Regions from separate parts of the Mus musculus genome. Here regions 2, 3 and 4 are each linked to region 1. Evidence: chromatin contacts called from public promoter capture Hi-C data. All regions are on one chromosome and are shown on one strand. Each heading gives the region's core, a stretch centred on a gene start, on an enhancer-like site or on the middle of the called end of the contact. The rest is flanking DNA. Distances are from core to core; before and after follow the strand shown. Region 1 holds the start of Ginm1 (glycoprotein integral membrane 1). Region 2 holds the start of Fbxo30 (F-box protein 30). Region 3 holds the start of Zbtb2 (zinc finger and BTB domain containing 2). Region 4 holds the start of Shprh (SNF2 histone linker PHD RING helicase).

What was found. Promoter capture Hi-C pulls out the DNA fragments that hold promoters and counts their contacts.
Region 2: a promoter capture Hi-C map of liver shows a contact between it and region 1, with 7 times the contacts expected there. The contact joins the promoter of Fbxo30 here to the promoter of Ginm1 in region 1. A contact is called at or near these places in 2 of 39 promoter capture datasets (liver and pre-B cells).
Region 3: a contact with region 1 is called in a promoter capture Hi-C map of pre-B cells, with 4 times the contacts expected there. The contact joins the promoter of Zbtb2 here to the promoter of Ginm1 in region 1. A contact is called at or near these places in 2 of 39 promoter capture datasets (cranial neural crest and pre-B cells).
Region 4: a promoter capture Hi-C map of pre-B cells shows a contact between it and region 1. The contact joins the promoter of Shprh here to the promoter of Ginm1 in region 1. A contact is called at or near these places in 2 of 39 promoter capture datasets (liver and pre-B cells).

Annotation. Positions count from the first base shown.
Region 1 is chr10:7,777,876-7,783,829 of GRCm38.p6, reverse strand. Ginm1 (glycoprotein integral membrane 1) reads left to right here and starts at 2,913. Exons shown (of 8, transcript NM_001346750.1): 1 at 2,913-3,069; 2 at 4,468-4,527. The coding sequence starts at 2,956.
Region 2 is chr10:11,277,882-11,283,835 of GRCm38.p6, reverse strand. It overlaps Fbxo30 (F-box protein 30), which reads right to left and starts at 2,506. Exons shown (of 3, transcript NM_027968.3): 1 at 2,336-2,506.
Region 3 is chr10:4,385,912-4,391,865 of GRCm38.p6, reverse strand. Zbtb2 (zinc finger and BTB domain containing 2) reads left to right here and starts at 3,758. Exons shown (of 3, transcript NM_001033466.3): 1 at 3,758-4,021.
Region 4 is chr10:11,147,230-11,153,183 of GRCm38.p6, reverse strand. It overlaps Shprh (SNF2 histone linker PHD RING helicase), which reads right to left and starts at 3,754. Exons shown (of 30, transcript NM_001077707.1): 1 at 3,598-3,754; 2 at 916-1,571. The coding sequence starts at 1,533.

The DNA of each region.
Region 1 (5,954 bases), core at 1,664-4,163:
GTGGTACACACCTTTGATTCCAGCACTTGGGAGACAGAGGCATGTGGATGTCTGTGAGTTCAAAGCCAACCTGGTCTGTAGAGTGAATTCTAGAACAGCCAGGGCTACACAGAGAAACACTGTGAACATTTAACGAGTCCTTCTTAGGTTTGTTATGGCGAATCTCATCCTAGTCTCCTCTTTGCCCATGTTACCTCTGTCAAAAAGAATTCCAAGACACACAAATGTCGTGTACAGATATTGCAAGGTAAAGTGGGGCACTCTCAAGGTTGACAAGTGGACAAAGAACCACTGCAAAGGAAACACTCTCAAAGGGTGAGGGTGGATAAAGACCAGAGATAGCTTTCCTGAGGGATGGTTTTCCTGTACAGGTAATTGATAGGCCCATTTTGGTTAACTCAAGTTTTTTTTTTTTCTTTTCTTTTTTGAGACAAGGTTTCATGTAACCAACAATGACCTTGAGCTGATGGGAATTATATTCCTTATCACACCCAGGTTTTGGGTTTTGCTTTTATTTATTTACATGTGTGTGTGTGAGGTGTGTACACACTTGTACCACAGTGGGTATGTGGACATCAGAGGATAACTTGCAAAGAGTTGGTTCTCTCCTTCCATCATGTGGGCTTCCAAGGGCTAAAGTCAGGTTTTCAGGCTTGGCAGCAAGAGCCTTTATCAGCCGAACCATCTTGATGGGCCCACAGTCAATGCTGGGAATGAACCCAGGGCTCTGAAGCACTGTACCAAGGGAGAGGTGGATTCATTGCTAAGGATGGGGACAGTGATGTGGCTGTGCTTTACCAGAAAACCCCCAGCTAAACAGTAATATTCTAGACTGCTACAGTGTCTCCAGCAGAGCTCATGCATTTAGTAGTCACAGTTCAGCAATTTCATTTCCTGGATTTACCATCTGCTGATTATGAAGGAGGGGGGATCCATCCTTAATGACCTACTAATATCTGAGAGCTACCTAGCAGTTTACTGTACCCTAGAAGTAAGGCATATGGCAGAGGTAGTAGGAGAAAATGGCTTCAAAAGCTGAAAAAAAAAATCCTTTCTATGGCAAAGGTTTTATTTCAAAGAAAAACTAAATACATTTCTTTAAAAAAAAAGATTTATTTTATGTATATGAGCACACTGTAACTGTACAGATGGTTGTGAGCCACCATGTGGTTGTTGGGATTTGAACTCAGGACCTTTGGAAGAGCAGTTGGTGCTCTTAACCACTGAGCCATCTGACCAGCCCCCTAAATAAATTTCTTATTCTACCTAACAGGCCATACATACAACTACGTGTCAATCGGTATGCAATCCTGTATTAAGAAAACTCCTTCCCCGGGGGAGCTGTGAGCATCTACCCCTACTTCTAAGGTCTATGACAAACCAAAATATAATCCCACCAGCATTCGCCCAGGAAGTCCTTGGGTTTATTGGGCTTACTCATGTGAGGGGTTAGTAACAGAAGTGTGGGGACCCCAGGGCAATGGTGGGAAATCACCACGGCTGAGGGCTTCTCAGTAACCTCCTGGCTGGGGTCCGGTCTCCTACTCTTCCCCAGCCAATATGCTCCAGCCCCTCCCTGAAGTTCAGTGCGATTAGGACAGAATTGTTTTCCAGCTGGCCTCACGACCTGAGTTGGATCCCCGTAAGCCACATGGCAGAAGCGGAGAACTGGCCCCCGGATGTTGTCCTCTCACGTCCACATGACACCTTGCTCCACAATAAATACAAGCTAAAGGGTTAGAAAAAGGGTTTGGAAAGGCGGCTCAGCGGTTAAGGCCCCTTATTGCTCTTACAAAGGACTGGGGTTTGATTCTCAGCACCCACATGGTGGTTTACAACTCATTTACATAAAATTTTAAAAATTAACAGGTTAAAGAAAGGTCTACACCTTCATTTCATAGGTTAGGAAAGTAATGGAGCAGAATGTGGAGACATGTGAACCGGGCTTCATTTGGTGGCATTTTCTCTCGACGCCAAAAGTACAGTGGGACATTTAAGGTAAGGGCCAGGTCCTCAGCCCTGACCCATGACAAATTATCACTTTCCCAGCTCTAGTGCAATCTAATCGAATCAGATACTTGGGGCTGTACGGAGGCCCAGTACTTCATAAACTTTTTAAAGTCTCACCTGGCCGGGCAGTGGTGGCGCACGCCTTTAATCCCAGCACGTGGGAGGCAGAGGCAGGTGGATTTCTGAGTTCGAGGCCAGCCTGCTCTACAAAGTGAGTTCCAGGACAGCCAGGGCTATACAGAGAAACCCTGTCTCGAAAAACAAAAACAAAACAAACAAACAAAAGTCTCACCTGTAGCCAGAGGTGGCAATTTATGAGTCAGTAGGAATGGTGGTGTTTGCCTGTAATCTCAACACTCAGGAGGCAGAGGCAGGAGAATTGTCACAAGTTGAATGTCAGCTTGGTGTAGATAGAGGGTTCTGGAGCTGCATAGTGAGAGCCAGTGAAAAAGCGGGTACCTCTCCAAGTGCTAAATTTTTATTTATCATTCCTGACATTTTATAAGACACTAGTTGTTTCATTTTTTTGTAAGTATATCGACATATTGATACTAATGAAAAAGTACCATCAAGGTTGAGGTGAGAGGGTGGCACACTTCTGTAATTCCAGCAGGATCAGTAAGTAGTTCAAAGCTAGCCTAGGCTACTGTTTCGAGATCCTGTTTCGAAAGAGAAAACAAAATCACACTCCAAAAGTAAAGGCTTCGTAAAGAATTGCACTTGTTTGGAGAAAACCCCTTTCTCATCTCAAACTCCCGGAGGACGCTCACAAAGTTGGCTCCGCCCATAGACGTCAAAGGCCTGCGCAGCCCCAGCAGCTCGGTCGACCCGCCCCATTTGGGAGGGGTCGGTCCCGCCCCCCAGCCCCTCCCCTCCCCTAGGCCCCGCCCCGCCCCGGACCGCCACGCCCTCACCTCCCGCCGCGCCGGGCCGGTGTTGTCCAAGATGGAGGGCGGCCTGTCGGCGCCGCTGTCCGTCCGGTTGTTGCTGTTCATAGCGCTGCCAGCCGCGGGATGGCTGACCACCAACGCGCCCAGGCCGCCGTCCACAGCCCCGCAGGTAGGGCTGGGCGTCCGCAACAAGCCGCTCCTCTGCCTGGACCTCCGGGAGCCCGGGCGGGGTGACGCTGCCCCCTCCCGCAGGTGGACAGCCGAGAGTGCGGGGCTGGACCGGGTCTGGCCGCCGGGAGAGAAAGGGGGGGCTTTCCCGGATGCCGGGTGGGGTGGGTCCCCCGAAAGGGAACGCAAGGAAGGCGTGCAGGCGTCCTTGAAAGTGTGGTCAAGACTGCGGCCATCGAACTTGAGTTTCCTAGCGCCTCTCGAATCGGTTCGGATCCTGCCAGGTTTTGCTGTCGAAAATGCGTGATCGCTAGTGACTTCGGTCGTTTGTAATGGCTCCTTCCTGGGTTAGCGCCCGGTCCTGGGCCCTGAAGATGTTTGTGTTGCCCAATTAGCAATTTTCCAGGCCACCTGTGTCTGCTCGGCCGCGACCAGGAGGGAGTGCCTTTCTTGGTCTCGGGGCCACTCGGGCTAGCGACTGAGGGAGGCTGAAGGTCTATCGCTTCCCGGATGGGCTTTTTATTGGATGTGTGTTTGTGTGTGTGTGTGTGTGTGTGTGTGTGTGTGTGTGTGTGTGGTCGTGGGGGTGGGGTGGGTGGGAGGAGCAGTCCTTTCCTGCGTGATGGGTCGGAGATGAGTTTCTTCAACATCCCAGGGGAACGAGATTCAACCGCTCTAAGGTCACAAGTCTTTCAGATTCCTGGCTTACTGTGAGAACCCTGCCATTGCAAAATGCCAGCCCATGATTTACTCTTGTTGCCACATTGGCCTTCTTCAGTATAGTAGGAGAAAGTTTAGAGATTATAAAATTCGAGTTTTCCCCAAATGACAAGAAACTTATGTGGTAGGAACACACTAAAGACAGAAGTGACTGTCATGATAAATGTCACTTTTTATGTTTAAAACTTTACTTGTTGTGTATATGTGGTGTTGGATCGGGAACTTACACCAATGGAGGTCACAGGATAACCTTGTGGATTCAGTGTTTCCCATGGTCCTGTTTTGCAACAAGTGCTTTTATAACTCTTGAGCCATCTCCAGCTCTTTATTCTGCTTATAATGTTTTAGAATTATGCTAGAACTCTTCTTTTGAATACAGAAATCACAAAGCAGTAGCAACAACCTTGCAACTCTCAAGCACACTTGTATATGAAATTGTAGTTGAGCCGCAATTTCTTCTGGGTAAAATAGCAACTGTGCGGACAAGCACCCGGAAACCAAATAAATACTGGGTGATTGTAAAGTTATAGAGATATGGACTTATTTCCTCTCTTTTAGAATTTTGGAGATTCTTCATCATCTCTTCTGAATCCAAGAAATATTTGAACTTGCCCGCACAGTCAGTTTATTTTCAATATGTAAAGTGAGTATCTGTCCAACCTATACCTTTGTTTTGTAGAATGGCATCCAAATCAATGTAACTACCCTGAGCAAGAGTGGGGAAGAGTCTGAAGAACAGGTTTGTCTTCTTTTGATTATATTTTTACTATAATATTTAGCCAGAAAGTTTTACTGATTGTATTAGTCCATTTTCTGTTATTACATTGCAATGCCCAAGGCAGGCTACTACATATAAATACATGAAATCTATGCCAGGCTATATGAGGCTAGGCGTAGCACTTCATTCCTGTAATCCCAGCACTTTGGAGGCTGAGGCAGAAAGGGCTTACCTCAAATTAAAGTCAGCCTGTGCTTCTTAAGTAGCGAGACTGTCTTAAGAAACCCAAAACCAAGGACGGGAAGGATGGCTCAGTGGTTAAGAGCAGTGACTGCTCTTGTAGAAGATCCAGGTTGGATTCCCAACGTCCCCAAATGGCAGTTTATAACCATCTATAGCTGACCTAGACCAGCAGGTCATTCTCCAGTGACAGGCTGCTGAGGGGATGAGAAGATAAAGAAGATAGAAAAGTAGGGATCAGGGGGCTTGCATAAGCTATGTCTTATGTCAAGCAAGCTTACGATAGATATACAGTGTCTAGTGTGTAGTTTTATGGGAAAAATGGTACTGAGTCAGTAAAAGTCTGCTATACTGTGGGAATAAGTCAGCAGGAAGTGATTCAAGCAGTTCTACACAAGGGGGGAGGGTACTGGATATCTCAAGGGTGTCAGAGGATGGGGTTGGGACACACAACGTAGCCCCTTAGGGTGGGAAGTGTTGGGTTCTCAAAGATCAGAATCTGTAGCTGTCCCAAGGTCCTGGCTCCAGGCCATACTGACTCTGCCAAGCAGGCTCAAGGGTTAGAGACAGTTTAGAAGAATGTTTTTGCTATACATCAGGGCCTCAGGGAAAGCCTTAGATCAGCCTAGCCTTCAACATGTATCTTCACTTCCAGGGAAGCAGCACCCTGTTTTCCTCTTAGGCACTACACACACGGTGCACAGACACGCATGCAGGCAAAGCATCTATACAAATAAAATAAAAATATATAACTTATTAAAAAAACCAAATCAAACAAAACAAAAGCCCTAAATAAAACCAAAAGGGCTTTTGATGTTTTGCTTTTAGCTTAGTTATGGAGGCTCAAGGACATAGTGCTGGTGTTGGTTGTCTTTGGTCTTATGGCAAATGGTACCAGAGTGATAGGAGCTAACAGGAGGACAAATTTATTTTGCCAGATACCAGATAAGAGAGACTGGGATCCCACAGTGCCTTTGAAGACATTGTCCTAGGGATTAGACATCTACCACTAAGCTTTGTATCTTAGAGGGCTCCCTTCCCCCAAACATCACCACTTGGAGAGAGACCAAGCTTCCAACACATGGGTCTTTGAGGGGCAGAGCCAAACTATAACACCTGCTACACACATAGTTAGATGATGTATTTTTGATATGAAGAGTTTGTGGTCATTTATAAACCATTGAAATTAATGTATATGCTGCTTTATT
Region 2 (5,954 bases), core at 1,257-3,756, 3.5 Mb before region 1:
TGACAACTGAGGCTAACCAGGCACATGGCTAAACAAGTTATATTCTAATTATTTTATTAAACTTTGCTTCTGGTTTTATATAAAAATGAGCTAACGAGATGGAAATTTATGTTCATGTTCTTATCCCTCCAGATGTAATATAATCAAAACAAACAGCTGTCATTTCTAAACCTGGTCATGGTTAAAAATTTTTAAATAAAAGTTTTAACTACTCACAATTTTCTCCCCTAAATACACAAATGAAAAAAAAATCATGGACTTGGATCAGAAATTAAATGATACTCAGATGAGAACCTATTTAAATGAATACATAGATGGAACCAGATCTAGTCAAGCGGCAGGAAGGACTCAGTCTAAGATGGCAAGAAGAGGCTTCCAGGAAGCCTCAGCTTTTGACTTTGAGGCAATTATTGGACCTAGAAAGCAATACTGAATTTCTGAAAGTTTATTACAGTTATTTCTGTGTTCAACAGTAAATATAGTTACTCACAAATGGAGTCACTCTGCTTTACACAATAGCCAGATTTATATACAACTACTTTTAAATGTTACTTAAATTTATAAAGTTTACTGTTATATGAGGAACCACTCTACCCAGTGCTAACATTAACCATTCTGTTAAAAAAAAAAAAAAAAAAAAAAAAAGACAAACCAAAAAAAAACAAAAAACAAAAACAAAAAACCCAACCTATTTTGTTTAAAAAAAAAAAAAAACCCACATTTTGAGGGAGGTGTATTCAGACTAACATTTTCCTATTCATATAGGAACTACTTCAAGCTGACCCTCTTCTATCCCATCGTAACTAATATGAAATGTAATATTTATTCAGCCTTTTAAACTTACAATTCTTATCACTGAATACATAAATGCAAAAATATTCTCCAGGAAAATGCCCAGCAAGAGTAATTCCTTTTATTAAATAAACAGCAGTTTTAAAATCTTATTTAGAAGATTATCCAAGCGTTAGATTTTAGAAACATGCTATATCAAACAGTAAACACATTAACTAAAGCCTGTTTGTCTGCCCTTAAAGCACCTCTCAAGCCATATGGGAAGTGTTAGCAATTATTTTATGCAATATTACTTTTAAAAGAATATTTTATTTAAGTATTTTATATTTTAAGACAAAAAATAAACAAAAAACCCTTTAAACCTAAATCTAAACATTCAGAAATATTAGAGTTCCAGTTTTCTTATATCATTCATAAAACACCTACTATTTCTAGAATCACACACACACACACACAAAAGCTTATGTCCCTATGTTAAGTATCGGGTATAAACTGGTGATCTAAGAAGTTAGCAAAACATGTTGTCCTCAACTAAACTACTACAGCAAGAAACAGTGACTAAGCATAAAGAAGAGTGATTCAACGAAACTGTATGCTTTAGAAAAATCAAACAGGGATACTTCATGGTATCCTTTGTCTCTTTGTCAGTCAACACAGGATTGTTTGGGAAAACTAACATAAAAGCGTGCAGAGCGTGTTAATGTAACTTACTTTGCCTGAAATTTAGCAGGGAACAAATAAAAAAAAGAACCTCAGAAACTTTTTGAGACTTCGTTTTAAAAACGTTAACCCTCTTTGATACCAGAATGCCCGTAAATAACTTCATCTTGGATCACAGTCAACAAAGCAATCATGGAAGAAAAGGTCAATTCCTTCCCAAGCATCTATTTTATCCGGGATTTACCACGGGACTCAAAGAAGGGAGAGGGGAGCAGGAGAAACGCGGCAAACACAGGCCTCCGTCGAGGTTAAAATGTAATCCCCGAGTGACTTTGAATCCGCCGTGCGTTCCCTGTCCTGCTTCCAATCTGGGACTCCACGAGCTGGAACCCAGGAACTTGGGGGGGGGGGGGGTGATCCCTAAGTCTCGCTTTAACCAGGGCCACAGCTAAGCCTCCGCGCCTCTCACTTCCATGAATGGAAAAGTTACCAACTTCGCTTATCCCGCGGAGACACTTGGAGATGCCTCGCCGTCCTTTAACCCGTTTGCGCCCAAACTCCTCAAGTCCCTACGAGGCAGAGGGTGCGAGCCACGCATTCCGGGGTCCCCCGGGGCTCCTCTGCGCTCAGTGGGGGTGGGGGCGGAGGTGGGGGTCTCACCCGGTTCCGCGTCCCCGGGGGTCGGGGCGCCATTTGCCGGGAGCCTCAAGGGCAGGCCACACGGGCGGCCGGGCGCGACCCGGACGGGGCCAGCCGGACGGAAGCCTCTGAACTGCGCCGACTCCACCGGCCCCGCCGCCCCCGGGGCCCGCGCCGTCCGGGCCGCTGCCCGCCCGCCCGCCCGCGTCCCCGCGCCAGCCTCCCGCGGCCTCGCCACACTCACCAGCCCGCGCGGGCCGAAGCGCCGCTCAAACCCTGGCTTCTCTGGCCTTAGCGCCCGGCGGCTCCGCAGCGTCCCCGCACCGGACCGGACCACGCACGGGGCCCGTCCCGTCCCAATCCTCTGCGCCTCCGCCCTGCCCGGACCGCCGCCTTTTCTCCTCGGCCTCCAACCGCCACCGCCCTCCTCGCGCGCCCCGCCCCGCCCCGCTGCGCCCCGCCCCCCGGCCCGGCAGCGGGTGAGCGGGCACGCGCACGCACAGCGGGCGAGGATGCGCACGCTGTCCTGTGCCGGTCAGGCCGAGCGCAGAGAACCCACGGGGCAGCCTCTCCCTTGGTGCTCCCTGCCGGGTCCGCCTTTCGCGCCTTTGCTTTTTGTTTGTTTTTGGAAGGACTCTCCGAGCCCCTGTGGCACTGTGGAGGACGCAGGCCCAGGAGCGCGACCCGTCCTCCTAGCGCGCACTCGCAGGAAATAGGTCAGCCCCCGTTGTCGGTGGTAACTGCCACCACCTCACGTGCCCGAGCCCTGTGACTCGGTGACCGCTCTGCTCTGTGACCCGTTTCCCCTTGTAAGGGCTCTGCTGCTCGTCAGCCCGCGGCGGGCGGCTTCGGTGGGGCGAGCCACGCGGCCTCCAGAGGGCGCGGCGCGGCTTCTGGGAAACGTCTTAGGGCCGGAGCTTTCCCGTGGCCATCCAGGGCTACACACCCCGCGTGTAGGCGTCCCCGTTACTACCGCCAGGCCCGGGCGTGAGGCTGAGGGACGGTGATGTCACCGACGCCCACCCCGTCTGGAGGCCTCCTGCCAACTCCCACCTCAAAGCCACCGTGAAGGAGCCTTGGCCCTGGCTGGCGGAGGGGCGGAGGTGAGAAAACCCCCTTGGGTGGCCGTTCTGGTGACTGCAGTTTTACTCCCCAGCTGTTGGAAACGGTGGCTCACGAGAGTCACCGTCCTTCACCTTAAAAACCAGCACTTTCATACAACTACACAAAACCCTGGGGAGCTTAAGACTGAGCACACTGTAAAGGTCAGGGGTTTGGTTTGGTTTAATGAAGACATTCAGATTTTTGAAATATTTAGTGCTTATATGTGGGGTGCTTAGGACGCTGTATTTTTTTTTTTTTTTTTTTTTTTTTTTTTTTTTGCCTGCTTTGGCTGTAGGAGGTAGGCGCTTTTCGGTCAGCCCAGAGCGTGAGACCCAAAGGGGCCAGGTAAGAAAAGTGAAGCAGACAGATGAAATGGTGGGAGAGTTGCTTGTGCATGACAGGTGGTCGCGATTGAGTCACACATCCTTCCATTACATCCCCTTCCGCAAAATAAGGGGACTGCGGCAGGGAATCCCAAAGGCTCTCTACAGCTTCAACATTCCCATACTGATTGATTGTACTTTGGGGCTTTCTGCCTCTCTAAATCACCTAGTTGACACTAGGTCATCTCCCACCTCAAGCTGAGTAGGAGTCAGGGCAAACAGAAGCCTCTGCTCTTCCATAAGTGGCAACCAGAGACTACCAGGAATCAAAGGTCTTCAAAGATGTCCTCGGAAGTATATGTGGACTTTGGGCTAGACTTGTGGAACAAAACTACCATTTATGTGGCTTAGCCACCCAGAAAGCAACAGGTACTTTGGCAATTTAAAATAAACAAATAAGCAGTAGCAGGTTTGACCTGTCTGCTCTCTTTAAAGAGAGGAGCACAACCCCCCTACCACGTTCTTAAATTAGTCTTGCATCGGCTTAGGAAGAATACGTACCCTATTTTTTTTCTAGAGGTCAATTTCATGGTGGGATGCTATAAAAACTATGGGACGGGAAGGTTGGTAAAGTTTTTGCTGAGCAAGCAAGAGAACCTGAGTTCCATCCCCAGCAGCTATGTAAAAAGCCAGGTGGAGTGGTGGTTATGAGTGCTTCCCAGGGCCCTTTCTCAAAAAGTAGGTTAGATGGTTCCTGAGGAATGGACCTAGGGTTGGTCCTTGGCTTCACATACATACACAAAACTAGCTAAAATAAGACCACAGTCATAAAGCCTGCAGGCAAGACTGAACTATAAGAGATAGGAGTTTTCAGAGAAAATTGAATTGGCTAAACAAATCCTGACAAATTGTTTTTCCATTTATTCAGTGTCAAGGCTAATAGCACCTTTAATTTGAAAAGGTTTTCTTGCCCAGTTAGACCACCAGCCTGTATTTGGAAAGCCTGAGGCTAAAGCAATGGAAAAGTCAAGAGTAAAATTTAAGTCATGTGCTAATTAAGGAAAGCACCTTTGGCTAGAGACAAGTGTGAGTGGGTAAAGGCAGATTTGCGGCTGTGAAGCCATGAGAGAATAGGCATTACTAACCGGGATAGTAATACTAACTGGGATTAGTATTAGATATTAATACCCAGCATCTAATATTCACCAGGTATAATTATGTTTCTAATACACATTCATTTGAAGTACAAAAAATATAATTGCAATTTACAAGAAGCCTCCCAAGGACAAACTTTATAGCCTCAAGTCAACCTTCGTAGTTTTAAATAAGTAATCAAAGCAATTTGAATCCTGTGGAAAATAGAAGATCCAGGTTTTGTCTATATGAACCACAGACCTCTTAAACCATATTCTAAAGAAGAATATGTATATATCAGTGATCCATGTTTTTAGTTAATAAGATTAAACTTATCTGTACAGTATCTAGCATACAGAATATGTATGCACTCAATAAATGAATGATTTTACCCTGCCCCACTCCCAAGCTCAGCCTGCAAAGTGTTGCATTTCAGGTGACTAGCGTTTGGTGGTACTCAAGTCTGGGGGTGAGGAAATAAACAGGTAGACTCAGGTGGAGTTGATAGTTATTCTTTCATCTGTCTAAAACTGTGTAACTGTATAGTAACTGTGCTTGGTAAGGAGGTCGAAAATTTTTCATGCAGAAACAAATTAATATACATTAAACAGGAGAAACCAAATTTAACAGCCCATAAATGAACTCGATTCCATTTTTATCCTTTCTGTACTCTGCTGGAGTGGTAGCAAAGAAAATGCCATAGTGTAACAAGTAGACTCGGAGGAAACTGTTGGCATCAGAAGAGCATACTATGTTGTTCTAGTTGTTCTATGTTGTTCTGTTGCACATGGCAGTAGAGGAAATAGTAGCTCCATATCTTCTGTTTTGTTGTGGTGGTTTTTTTTTTTTCTTATTAAAGCTTCTGAAATTCAGCTAGTTACATGAACACCATCTGATGTTTTTGAATTTTCAGAAACCCCATGTGTGCATGGCTGGGGCTGAGAGGGAATCAAGCACCACAACAAAGCTACATCTTTTTAGTGAGTCATGCAAAAGATGATAAAATAGAAGTTGGTACTTAATTCTAGGAATAGCATGGTTCTTAAACTGTTAGAGTATTGCTTTCCTCTAAAATGGATTTCTGTGCTGAACGGCTAACTTGTTAATTAGCCCTCAGTCCCTTGGGATATTCCCTTCAGTATGACAGACTCTAAGCCTGCTGTGACCCATGACTCCTAGTAGCCACATTAAGGATGAAACATGTAGCCTTGCCTTCCCATTCATACAGAGAAATACTATAAACAACACATGGTTCCATTTCTTCTCTCCCTTGATGAAGTCATACATCTTTTTTTCTTTGAA
Region 3 (5,954 bases), core at 2,509-5,008, 3.4 Mb after region 1:
CAGCAGCCACAATAACCTGACTGGAAGACCCTGTCACAGAGCCTCTCTCTCAGCTCACTACTCCGATACCTGACCACAAAAACTACATGAGAAACATATGCCTTACTATTATCTTAATGTTGGCCTGGTTTACAGCAGCAAAAATGAATGTTTCCTCAGACTGGGATCCCTATTTCATTTGGGTCATGAAGTAAATGCAAGACAGTTCCATCAATTTTACAGATAACATGCATCTTTCATTCTGGCACTAGGGAAGAAAAGCCAAAGGGCCCAACAATCCAGAGAACATGGCAAGTTCCAGGCCCACCTGGGCTATATGAGACCCTTCTCAAAAAATAATAAAAAGGGCTGGAAAGACAGCTCAGGTTAGGAGTGCAGACTCCTCTTGCAAACAACAACTCAGTTCCCAGCACCCACAGCAAGTAGCTAACTACTATTCCCTAACTTAAGCTCCAGAGATTTGACACCTCAGACTTCAGTGAGCGCACAAAAAACAAACATAGAGAATTTAAGATGTGGCTCAGCAGGGCAGAGTCGCCTGTGCAAGCCTAATGACCTGAGTTTGATCCTCACAACCCTACAGAGCCCTAAATGTGGATGGACCCGAAGCATTCCTCTGCTTTCCAAACATGGGCTGCAGCACACCCCCATGCATGCCACACAGTATTTTTAAAAGGCATTCATTCCTTAGCATTTCAGTGAGTTCTCACAGATTTGCATGCCCTTAACTACTGCGGCTCTCTGAAGCATAGGGAATTCATCTCGAAGGACAGTGATGTAACCAACCCCTAACTGGTAGGTAGTTCCTAACACTTCTATGATACAGCCAATGAAATAAATATAACAGTCTTAAAATTACTTGGTTTTGTGTCTGCTCTATTTGTGGGGTTTGTTGTTTTTTGTTTTAAGACTGGATCTTGTTCTGTAACCCTGACTGGCCTCAAACCCACAGCAACGCTGCTGCCTCAACCTGACAGCTGATTACAGGTATGTGCCATATTTGGCTAAAATGTATCTTTCCCAACATATGTTTATTATATAACAGAGGGCATGAGACAGGCATGCTAGCATAGCCTTTTGATCCCTGCACTCAGGAAGCAGAAGCAGATCTCTAAGTTCAAGGCCAGCTGGGTCTACACAGTCCATTCCAGGACGTTCAGGACCATACAGAAAGACCCCATCTCAAAGCACTAAAGGGCATGGCATGCCACATACACTCTGAAGTCCAACATGCAAAAGCATACCATTGTCCTAATTTAAGAGGTTACTCAACAGGACACCCTTCATGACATCTAGTGGAAGGCAGCACTGGATTCTAGTCACCTTTATGACCAAGCTCTTCCTGTTAACTTTTCTTACCAATGTCTAAAGGAAATTCTACCTCCAACCTTAGCACACACAATTCACCAAGTTTTCACCAAAACCATGGGTTTAAAGGGTAAGTACTGAACTACTAATTTTTTTGTTCACTGTCCCTGTCACACTGGAACTATTCTCTTCAAAACATGCAAATAAATGCCTGGTTTTATGGCAGTATCTCTGCACAACAGAAACCAAATCTTTAATCTACATACAAGACTCCACAGAATACTCATAACTTTTTTTTCCTGATAAATCCACTCAGATTGTTAGTATTGTTTAAAATAAAACTAGTTTGAGCTCCCAATTTACTAGATGTATTTTCAAAATACCAAATCAGCAATAAACTGACAAGTTTCTATCCAACTTGGGGCAGGCATGACTCTGTGTCAAGCAGACTTCCTAGAGAGGGAAGGAGTGTCCTTGGCATTGTCCTGGCCTGCACTAACTGATCCTTCTCTGCAAGGGCTGCTCTTCCCTAGCCTTCCCATGTGAACGCTTCCACTTAGACACGGTAGGAGAAAACACACGGAGCCCATACAGTCCCCTTAAGCTACTAAGCCACAATGGGGACTAAAAACCCAAATACCCTGCACATCTGGTGAGTCAAGCAGGCTGGCCTATGACTTCAAACTAGCTAGCAGCAAAACAGCCCAGTTCCAATCTGAGCAGCAGCTCCTATGGAGACCAAGATGCTCTAGACAACATATTGCTCCAGCAGGTCCTGAGGGAACAGGGATATGTGCTCTTAGCACAAGTCTTTAGAACCAGAGTAAGAGCTTACCACCAGGTTGTTTCTGTGAAACTGTTACAAAGTGCTGACAAACTATTCCTTAAGACTCAGAGAGATGGTATGTGGTACACCCTTATAATCTAATCCCAGCATCCCAAAGGAAATAGAATTGTGACAAGTTCCAAAGCAGCCAAGAGTTGCATAGCTTTTGACATTCTGTCTCAAAGACGTCCTTCCATCAAACCACCTTCACAAAGAACTCCACAATCTCAACTTGAAAGAACGAAGAACCTAAAAACCTTAACCATGACTCTCTCTACACAACAAATCACATTCATGTTGGTCTCTTTCTAAAGGAAATAGAGCATTCCAGTGTGAAGGACAGCACTGCTGTTTTACTGATAATGCCCTAGAACTCGCAGGTCACGGTCAGGACTCGTTTGTGGACGCAGACGTTTAAGCACTCTACAAGCCATTCATCTAGCTGATCAAAGGCTAGGAAAGTTCAAGGCAGGTATCCACGGGATCTGTTACTCACACTGGGCAACACTACAGCTACACAGATGTTTACATCCTCGAAGAAATTAGTCATCAGTAGGTGTACATACAACTGGATTGCTAAGCACACTCACTCGAGGTTTCTAGGACGCACAGTCAGTGTACAGCATTGTGCTAGGAGTCTGACTTTCAAAACCAAACGGGTTTGGCATCAAGGTCCTTACAGACTTCTGTGCTGGCAAGCCAAGTGTTAGCTGCCAGCACTTATTTACAAACAAGCGTAAAATCTAAGCTATGTAAAGTAAACCACTAACTCAAGCACGCAAAAGGGATAAAACTGTACTACCTGAAGCACAACTTCTAGCAAAAGGGAAACATAAAAGGTCAACTTTAAACCCTTAAGAAGGTTCAATCAGGGCATTCCAATTCCCCCGCCATGTTACCTGTTTCAGAATCTCCCTTTAACACACCCCACAGGATGGCAACTCTTGACTCTACTCCACTAGATCCTCAAGAGACCAAAAGTCAACCAGAGTATCGTCCTGTCCAAATGCACACAGCGCAAAGCACCACAAAGCTTAACGCGCAGGGAAGTATCCCACTCAATCCTAACGGAAACAGCTTAGCCTACAAGTCGCCTATGCAACGCAGCAAGCACCTCGACCTCGCAACACAGGACATGCAACGATAGCTACTTCTGTATGACTTTCAGCCAGCACCGATCAACAACAGCCCAACTCCGTATCTTCGGACGAATAGCTAACCCGGAGCAGTCCAAGGACAAAGGCAGAGAGAGCCAAGAGATGTCAAGCATCTCTTGACAGGAGAACGGGCATGCGTCTCCCTCTGCACCCCTGAAAAGACCGTCTGCAGCGGCAGGACTGGTCCTACCTAAACACTCTGTAAACAAGGGGGCCGGGCCGCCAGCCTCCGGGCCCGGCCGCTGAGAAGTTTCCTCGCCTCAGCTGCACATGGCTTGCAGAACTTTGGCTGGGGCCGCGAGCCCAGGCTGGGTGGAAGCCGCAGCGCCGAGCTGCAGGCGGCGGCAGCAGCGGCGGCGGCGGCGGCGACGGCGGCAGAGCAGCAGGAGGCGGAGGCGGGCGGGCAGGGGGGAGGGGAGCGGCTGGGGGGGCGGAGGGGCTCTTGCCGCCACTGCTCTCTCGCCGCCTCTCCCCCCCGGCGGGAGCCGCTCTCAGCCGCTTTGCACTAGTCGCTCCGCTCTCTCGGTCATGTGACCTTAACGTAACCGGACAGGAAAAGCCCCGCCGCCGCCGCCCGCCGCCGCGCCGGAGACACCGACCGCGGCGGCAGCAGCAAGCAGCAGCAGCAGCAGCAACGCGGGGCAGAGGCGGCGGCGGGGACAGTTAGGCCAGGCCGCCCGGCTCTGCCTCCCCTCTCACGCCCCGCCGCGGCCGCCCGCACCGGCGACAGGTAAGCGCGCACCGCCACCGCGTCCCGGGGCCCACGTGCCGCCCCCGGCCCGGGCTCCGGGAAGCAGCAGGGAGGGGCGGGAGCCGCCGGAGCTCGCAAACGGTTCCGGCAGCGGCCGTGGCAACAAAGGCGACGAATGACTCCCGGTCCCGGGGCTCCCGGCGAAGGCAGGCGGCGGGCCCTAGCGCGCGGGGCGCCGGGGCGGGGGCGGCCCCGGCGGGGCGGGGGCGGCGACGGCGCCAGGCGCCGGGGCCCTAGCCGCCTGACAAAACCATCCAGGCAGCCGGGCGGCGGCGAGTCGCGGCCGCTCCATCCGGGGCTTCGCAGGAGGGGGAGGGGACGGAAGCCGAGAGGGCGGGCGCAAGGGGAGGGGGCGCTCCGCGTTCCGGTCCTAGTCGCCGGTGTCTGCTGCCCGCCGCGGCCAAGGGCGTCCGGAGCGGGCGGCTGCCGGTGAGCGGTCCCGCGCCGGAGCCCCGCCAGGTGGGCCCATCAGGTGCGTACTCGGCCGTCGCCTCCCGCCGGGGTTGTTGTCTTCGCCGCCTCGGCGGCCAGGCCGCGAGCTGCGGAAGTGGGTTTGGGGGAGGGGAGGCAGCAGGGAGGGGGAGGGGAGGGATCCGGTCGGACCGGAGCAGGCCCGGCCTCTCTGGCGCGTCTCCCAGCTGCAGCGGCTCCTACAGCTGCTGTCGCTACTGCTACGGCTCCGCCTCCCGCTCGCGGGCGGGGGCGCGCACGCGCGCTTCCGGCCTCGGGTCTCGCGCTGTCTGAGGCTCTCGCGCGCGCTGCTCCCCTCCCCTCCCCCCTCCCGCCCCTCCACCACGCCCCTGGCGCCGGGGCCGTGGCGCCGGCCGGGGCGGTGCGCGCGCGAGGCGTAGGCGTCGGCATTGTGTTGGGCGCCGCGGGACTCGGGGCGCGGGCGCGCGGGCGCGGGCGCGGGCGCGAGCGTGCGGGGCCTAAGGGAGGGGCGAGCGAGCGAGCGAGCGGCGCGACCAGAGTGCGTTGCTCCCCCTCCCCTGGGCCCCTGGGGCGGACCCGGACGCCGCTCCGCCCGCTCCGCCCCCTCCCTTGCGGGGCGGGGCCAAGGCCTCCTGGGCGGGTCTTCGCTGCCTAGGGCTGCAGCCGGAGCGGTCGCGCCCTCCTCTGCCTGTTGGGCCAGGCTGGGAGAGTCTGTGCCGGGGAGTTAGGGGTTTGGGTTGCTGCAGGCGTTAAGCACAAGCTCCCAGACCGTTCGTTCACAGATCAGAGTGCATGCACAATTGAAAGCTGTGTAGGGTGCAAGCTTTCTGTTGCTTTTAGCTGGTAGTGGGTTATAAAGACTCCTGCAAATTAGATCCCGCAGCCGAGCAGTAAGAGGAAAAAATCTTGTGCCTGACAGGCTATTTGCTGCGAGAACTTCCCACCCAACTTCTCGAACAACTTAATCACACCTCGGGGAGTCTCTCTCCCAGTCAGTATTGTTCTTTCCCACCATCATCATACAATACCTTTGGCCCACTTAGCGCGAGCGCCTAGATTTTATTCATCTTCAGGGTGTATTGTTTTAATAAAATATGGCATAAAGAGAATTGATTTGCCGGGCGTGATGGCGCACGCCTTTGATTCCAGCACTTGGGAGGCAGGGGCAGGCGTATTTCTGAGTTCGAAGCCAGCCTGGTCTACAAAGTGAGTTCCAGGACAGCCAGGGCTACACAGAGAAACCCTGTCTCAAAAAGAGAGAGAGAGAGAGAGAGAGAGAGAGAGAGAGAGAGAGAGAGAGAGAGAGAGAGAGAGAGAGAGAGAGAATGGATTTGAGGCTATCGGAAGGGATGAACTCAATGTGTCTAAATGGTCTGTGTGTCCTTCGTGGTTGACACTGTCGGTATAGACCCTGACCACCAGACCAAGGCATTTGTACAACTAACATTTTATTCTGAGAGTCATGAAATTAGAATACATT
Region 4 (5,954 bases), core at 2,505-5,004, 3.4 Mb before region 1:
CATGACCAAGGCAACTCTTATAAGAACAACATTCAATTGGGGCTGGCTTACAGGTTCAGAGGTTCAGTCCATTATCATCAAGGGAGGAGTATGGCAGCATCCAGGCAGGCATGATGGGGGAGGAGCTGAGAGTTCTACATCTAGTTCCAAAGGCAAACATGAGAAGACTTGCTTCCAGGTAGCTAGGACTAGGGTTTTAAAGCCCACACCCACAGTGACACACCTACTCCAACAAGGTCACACCTCCTAATAATGCCACTCCCTGGACCAAGCATATACAAACCATCACAAGTAGCCAAAAGAAAAAAGAAAATAGATACACTGGGCAAGGATATGTAGTACCATGCCTGGGACTTAAAAACCTTCTCTATGCATCCATGCATTCTTTCTGAATGGACTATCAGAGATGGGGAAGAGGAAACCAAAAAAAGCACAGACAGAAGGACAGAATATGTTTGGGAGACAAATTTTGGAATTTCAGGAACCAAATAAAAAAATAGTGACAAAGGGTAAAATTCATGACATATGATAGCAAGTTGTTAAGTCAGAATAGCAAGGTTACACTTAAGTTTTACAATCAGGAAATTAAGTCACATTTCAAATACACCATTTCTGAAACAAAATAGATGAAAGATTTGAAAATAGAAGGTATTATAATGCAAGATGGTGAGAACCAAAGCAGTTAACAGAGCACAGAGGCAGGAAGAGAAAACCAGGAGAGTCTCCTTAGGGAAGCACAGCCTGGCTAGTTGGGACTGGCAGGAAGACACAGTTTTACAGTTACTTAAAGCCCCATACAAAGTTATTCTTTGAAACTTAATAACGGGGGCTTACTGCTGGGTTTTGAGACTTTCAAAGTTAACATCAATGAATTACCAGTGTAGAACCTTACACAACACCACAGACCCTGAGTACCTTGATTGTGTGAGTGCCGTCTGGTCTCTGGTAGAGTTTTATTCCTCTTCTCTTCTGTAGCCAGGCCAAATCCTGTAACATGTCACTACTGAAGGAGGATTCCACTCGGATTCCCTTGCTACAAACACCGGCTGATCCTTCAAGAACATTTTCTTGTTTCTCTACATTTTTACATTCTGAATGAACATAGATCAGGAACTGACTGCTTGACTCTGAAGGACTCAATGTAAAAGTCCTTTCAGAAAAATGTTCAACTAAACTCTCTTTGGGGAGAAGCTGAAGAGCAAAATCTCCCAGAAATGCTTTCCAAGAATTATCCACACGATAGGGAGAAACTGTAACATTCAAAGTCACAGACAAACGGGTCTCTTCCTCGGTGGCCTCTAAGACGCTCACAGTCTCTGAACGCCTCTTCTTATCTCTGTGAAGTGCACTCTCAGGAGGGCCTTCATCGATGATGATGCAATCAGAAGAAGAGTCTGCATCTGAACAGGCCTGTTCCCCGACCGTCATGGTGAGCGGCTCACTCCTCAGGTCCTCATGCATGTTCCAGTGAAGCTGCTGTTGCCTTTCTTCATCGACCTTCATCGGGGGAGCACGTTTCCTTCGGCTGCTCATTTTCACGCTTCCACTTTCTTGATAAGTAAATGTGAATTCTAAATGACAAATGGAATAGTTGGTGTGAGGCAGGATAAAGACAGGAAAACTAAGAGAATAGAGTCCATACAGTCAAGTCTGGTTAAAGCCTCTGGCTAACTGCAAATCTAGACTCCAGGAAAATTAACAATGTACATCTGCTGTGAAGGTTACCAACACTGAGGTGATATATCTTTTATGAGGAAATAGTTCCAAACAAAAACATAAACATTGCAATATTCAGGCTTACAGCCCTAATGTGCACAAACCTAGGCTGGGCCTCACTCCTCTACTGGATATTTTCTAGGACTCTCACACACAAGACTCTGACTTTCATTCACAGTGAAAATATCCTCATTTCATGAAGCACATCCTAACCCAGTTCCTTATCTTAACAATAACCCTGTGATACTAGGCACATTCCTCAGTAGCCCTTACACAAAACTTAAGTCTGTTATATAATGTGAACTCTTCAAAATAGGTAAATTGATAAGAAGACTTAAGTCAAGTAATAGCTGCTGTGCTTTGGCTATAAAAGCTCCTCACAGATTACATGTCAGAACTGAGATGGGGCCTAGGAGTAGGGAGTCCGATGCTGGTTGCTGAGCCTGGGGGACCAGTCTTGTTTCCTATCCTGTCTGTTTTCTTATCTACCCAGGTGTGAGCAACAAGGTGTGACCAAGCTGCTGCAACAAGAACACCCCACTGTGTCTTCCCATCAGAAGGGATTGGTAATTGGTCACCTCAAGGACAAAACTAACAGGTAAGAAACACTTTAACCATGATCTCATGTATCAAATGCTGTGACAGTTTCACTCATGTTTGGTAGAAATTTTCAGTTAAGAAACAATCCCATTAAAGAAGACAAATTATAATACTATACTTGATGGCCAACAACTAGGAAGACAAACCTCTCACTACATCAGAAATAAATGCCTGTCTCACATGTTAGTTGTATTTAACCCCACACCACTGCTCTTTTAATTCCAATGAGCTTGACAATCCCAAAGCGTTAACAAAACTTCGATCGATCCTTATACAGAGGAGGGAAGAACACACACACACACACACACACACACACACACACACTAGTTTTATGGATTAACAGTGTGATTGGCAGGGAGTATCACTATTCAAAGGTTTGGACCAATTGGAATAGGTGTGGCCTTGTTGCAGTAAGTGTGTGACTGCAAGAGCTGCCTGGAAGCCAGTATTCTGCTAGCAGGCTTCAGATGAAGATGTGGAGTTCTAAGCATCTTCTGCACCATGCCTGCCTGGATGCTGCCATGCTCCCACCTTGATGACAATGGACTGAACCTCAGAACCTGTAAGCCAGTGCCAATTAAATGTCATCCTTTATAAGACTTGCCTTGGTCATGGTGTCTATTCACGGGAGTAAAACCCTAACTGAGACAAAGAGTAAAAGCTTAGACAAAGAATAAAGTGGTGTTAGCGATCATGGGACCTAGGCAAATACAGGAGCAAAGGCAAACACGTAGGAGAAAAACATAGACTTGCCATGATAAATTCAAGCCAAGTGGATTAAAAGGCACCACGGTGAAAAGGCAAGACTGTAAACAATACCGTTCCTCCCACAGGGTACCTTAACCAGAAACCAACATCTTCGTTCACCAACCTAGCGCTACCTGCAGCGTCAAAGTGCACACAATGCACAGGAGCCAGGGCGCTTCTGCAGGCGACTGTAATGCTTGAGAGTTTGCCAGCCTAACTTGGCGGCCTCTGCATCCCTCCCAGCTACCTGTCGTCCCACGCACCGCCAGCCTGCAAGGCAAGTTATCCTCGAAGAAGGAGCCGGAGGGACAGCTCGTGACAGGGCCTCAGCACGCAAGCGTGGGCAGCAAGCACCCGTCCCACGCGAGAAGGGCTCGGCCCACGTCCGGGCTGGGGCCGAGCCGCGGGGCCTCGCAGGGCCGATCACTCCGGATCCCGGAGCTGCGCAGGAGCCCTCGGAGTTTCCCTGACGCGCAGAGCCAGCCTCCCTCCGCCGCGACTCTAACCCCAGAGCCCGCACGCACCCTCACCTACCTCAGCCGCTCTGCAGGCACCTGTCGCCGGGCCCGGCCCTCCTCGCAGGCTGCAGATCCCGGGCCCACAGTCGCCACACTCACCTGCGGGAGTTGCGCATGCGCGCTGCACGCTGGGTGAAGCCTGGCACCCAGGCCGGAAGCCGCCAGCGCCAGCTGAGGAGGCCAGCAGGAGCGCTCGCTCCAGGCGAACGCGCAGGACCAGTCGGGACGCTCCGCCCCTCTTTCCGGTGTTGGCTTCAAAAAGCACCTCTGCGCATGTCCCGTCCCTGAGGTCCCGGTAGAAGACGGTTTAAGTCTCGCGGTGGTTGTGCCTCTCTCTTTTCCCCGCCTCCCGTGGCTTTAGCAAATGCAGGATGGGCGGGGCCCGAAAGAAGGGGCGGGACCTCTTGCCAGAGAGGGCGGGGCTCTTTGCCAGAGCGGTAGGCTTGATGTGAGTTGTGGTTTTCATAAAAAGGCAGAAAGTTACATAAAACGGAATTCACGATGCTGAGCAATTATAATACCCAAACAAATATACAATTAATCCACTAAACCAAAAGAATTCGATCTGCTAAGGAAAAAAAAAAAAAAAAAAAAAAAAGGCAGAGACGATGTCTTCAAAAGGAACTGAGAAAAATGAAGCCAGAGAGAAATTTATTCTTGCCAAGAAAATTACTAAGGCTTTAAATGTTTAAACGTTTTAAGAGAAAAAAAATTATACAGCTATGCTGAAGCAGGCCTCCCAGTATCTTTTCCAAAGGGAGAATTCTATCTTCAGTAGACATAAAAGTCTCTCCTCTGAGGATTTCAATAGTGTGTTTACCAAGTGCTTTGTATGTCCTTCGAATTTTTTTCTGTGGAGTAATTTTTTTTTTTGTTTGTTTGTTTGGTTGTTTTGTAATCACCAGAGCTAATTCCAGGGGAGGAAAAGGTTCGCTTGTTATTTGGCTTTCTGGAAATTCCCTGTTGTGAGACATCTGTTCATGAAAATACTGTGTCTTACCACCTAGTAGATGGTAAATAATCTAATGATAGTACAGACAGGAGAACCGACTTATTGGACACACTCAGATCTTACACGTGAATCCCCACTTTTCATATAACTCAGCTGCCTTGTTTGGAAACAATACAGGTGTGTTGTATCATGTCTAAGCTAGGCTTGGATCCAGTCCATAGTGATAAATATTGCAATTAAGAAAATTTTAATTTTTTTTTCTGGTTTCTGTGTTGTGGTCCAGTAAGTATACATCATGTCTAAACAGAGTATAAATATCAAAATGTTTAAATATTTTGACTGAATTCTCAGCACAGTACCTTTCTCTTGATAGAGGATTTGCTTTGAAGCTGATGGCTGCTCAGTCAAGCTCCTGGCTGGCAGAAGAGGAGGCACCTATAGAAACGTGTTAAAAATAAACACAAGTTCTGGTTTGCAAAGAAAGAGATCACTACTCTATCCGACAAGGCTGAGCCACACAATATGGGTGCTCAGAGCTGAACTCAGATCTTGTGCAAGAGAAGAGTGATCTCATAACCTCTGAGCTCACTCTCCGCTATCTCCCTAGAATGTATTTCTTAAACAAAAAGATGTAACAACCAAAGTGACTCCTTGCTCCATGGCCATGAAAAGAATATCAATCTCACTAGACACCTGCACTGAAGCTTTGGGGTAACTAGGTACATTAACCTAGAAGCAATAATTTGAAAATAATGTATATATTTTTAATTTTCTGAGCAGTGTATCTCAACAATGAGCTCAAAATATTCGGTGAAAACACTTATTAAGCAGATAATCTGCCATCAAGGGGGACGTGCAATACACTTTTTAAGAGCCACAGAACCTTTACAGCTTTAGTATTTACCTCCAACCTAAAGTCAACAGTTGAATTATTTCCCCAGAAGAAAGTCATCCTGTAATTAAAGTTTAAAGCCACTCACCGATTTCTCCTTAGCTGTGGAAGTCCTATAGGCCATGTTCTTCCATAAGAGGTTTGCTTACTCTGTACTGCTCTGCCTTCCCACCCCATAACCAATCTTAGCTCTCTTTCTCCTGATAAAGCTTTACAGTTTCTTCTCCATCATTTACTGTTTCAGTTTATACTTTTAGGTTACAAGGATGCTTTTCCCCCCATAAGCCACATGAGCAAACCATCTGCTAGCGCTCAAGCTCTGCCTCCTGCAAGACACAGTCTCTGGTGGCTGCCTTCTAATTAAGATGTAGAGCTCTCAGCTCCTTCTCCAGCACCATGCCTGTCTGAACACTATCAGGCTTCCTACTATGATGATAATGTACTGAACCGCTGAACCTGTAAGCCAGCCCCAATTAAATGTTTACCTTGTAAATGTTGTCTTGGTCATAGTATCTCTTCACAGGAACGG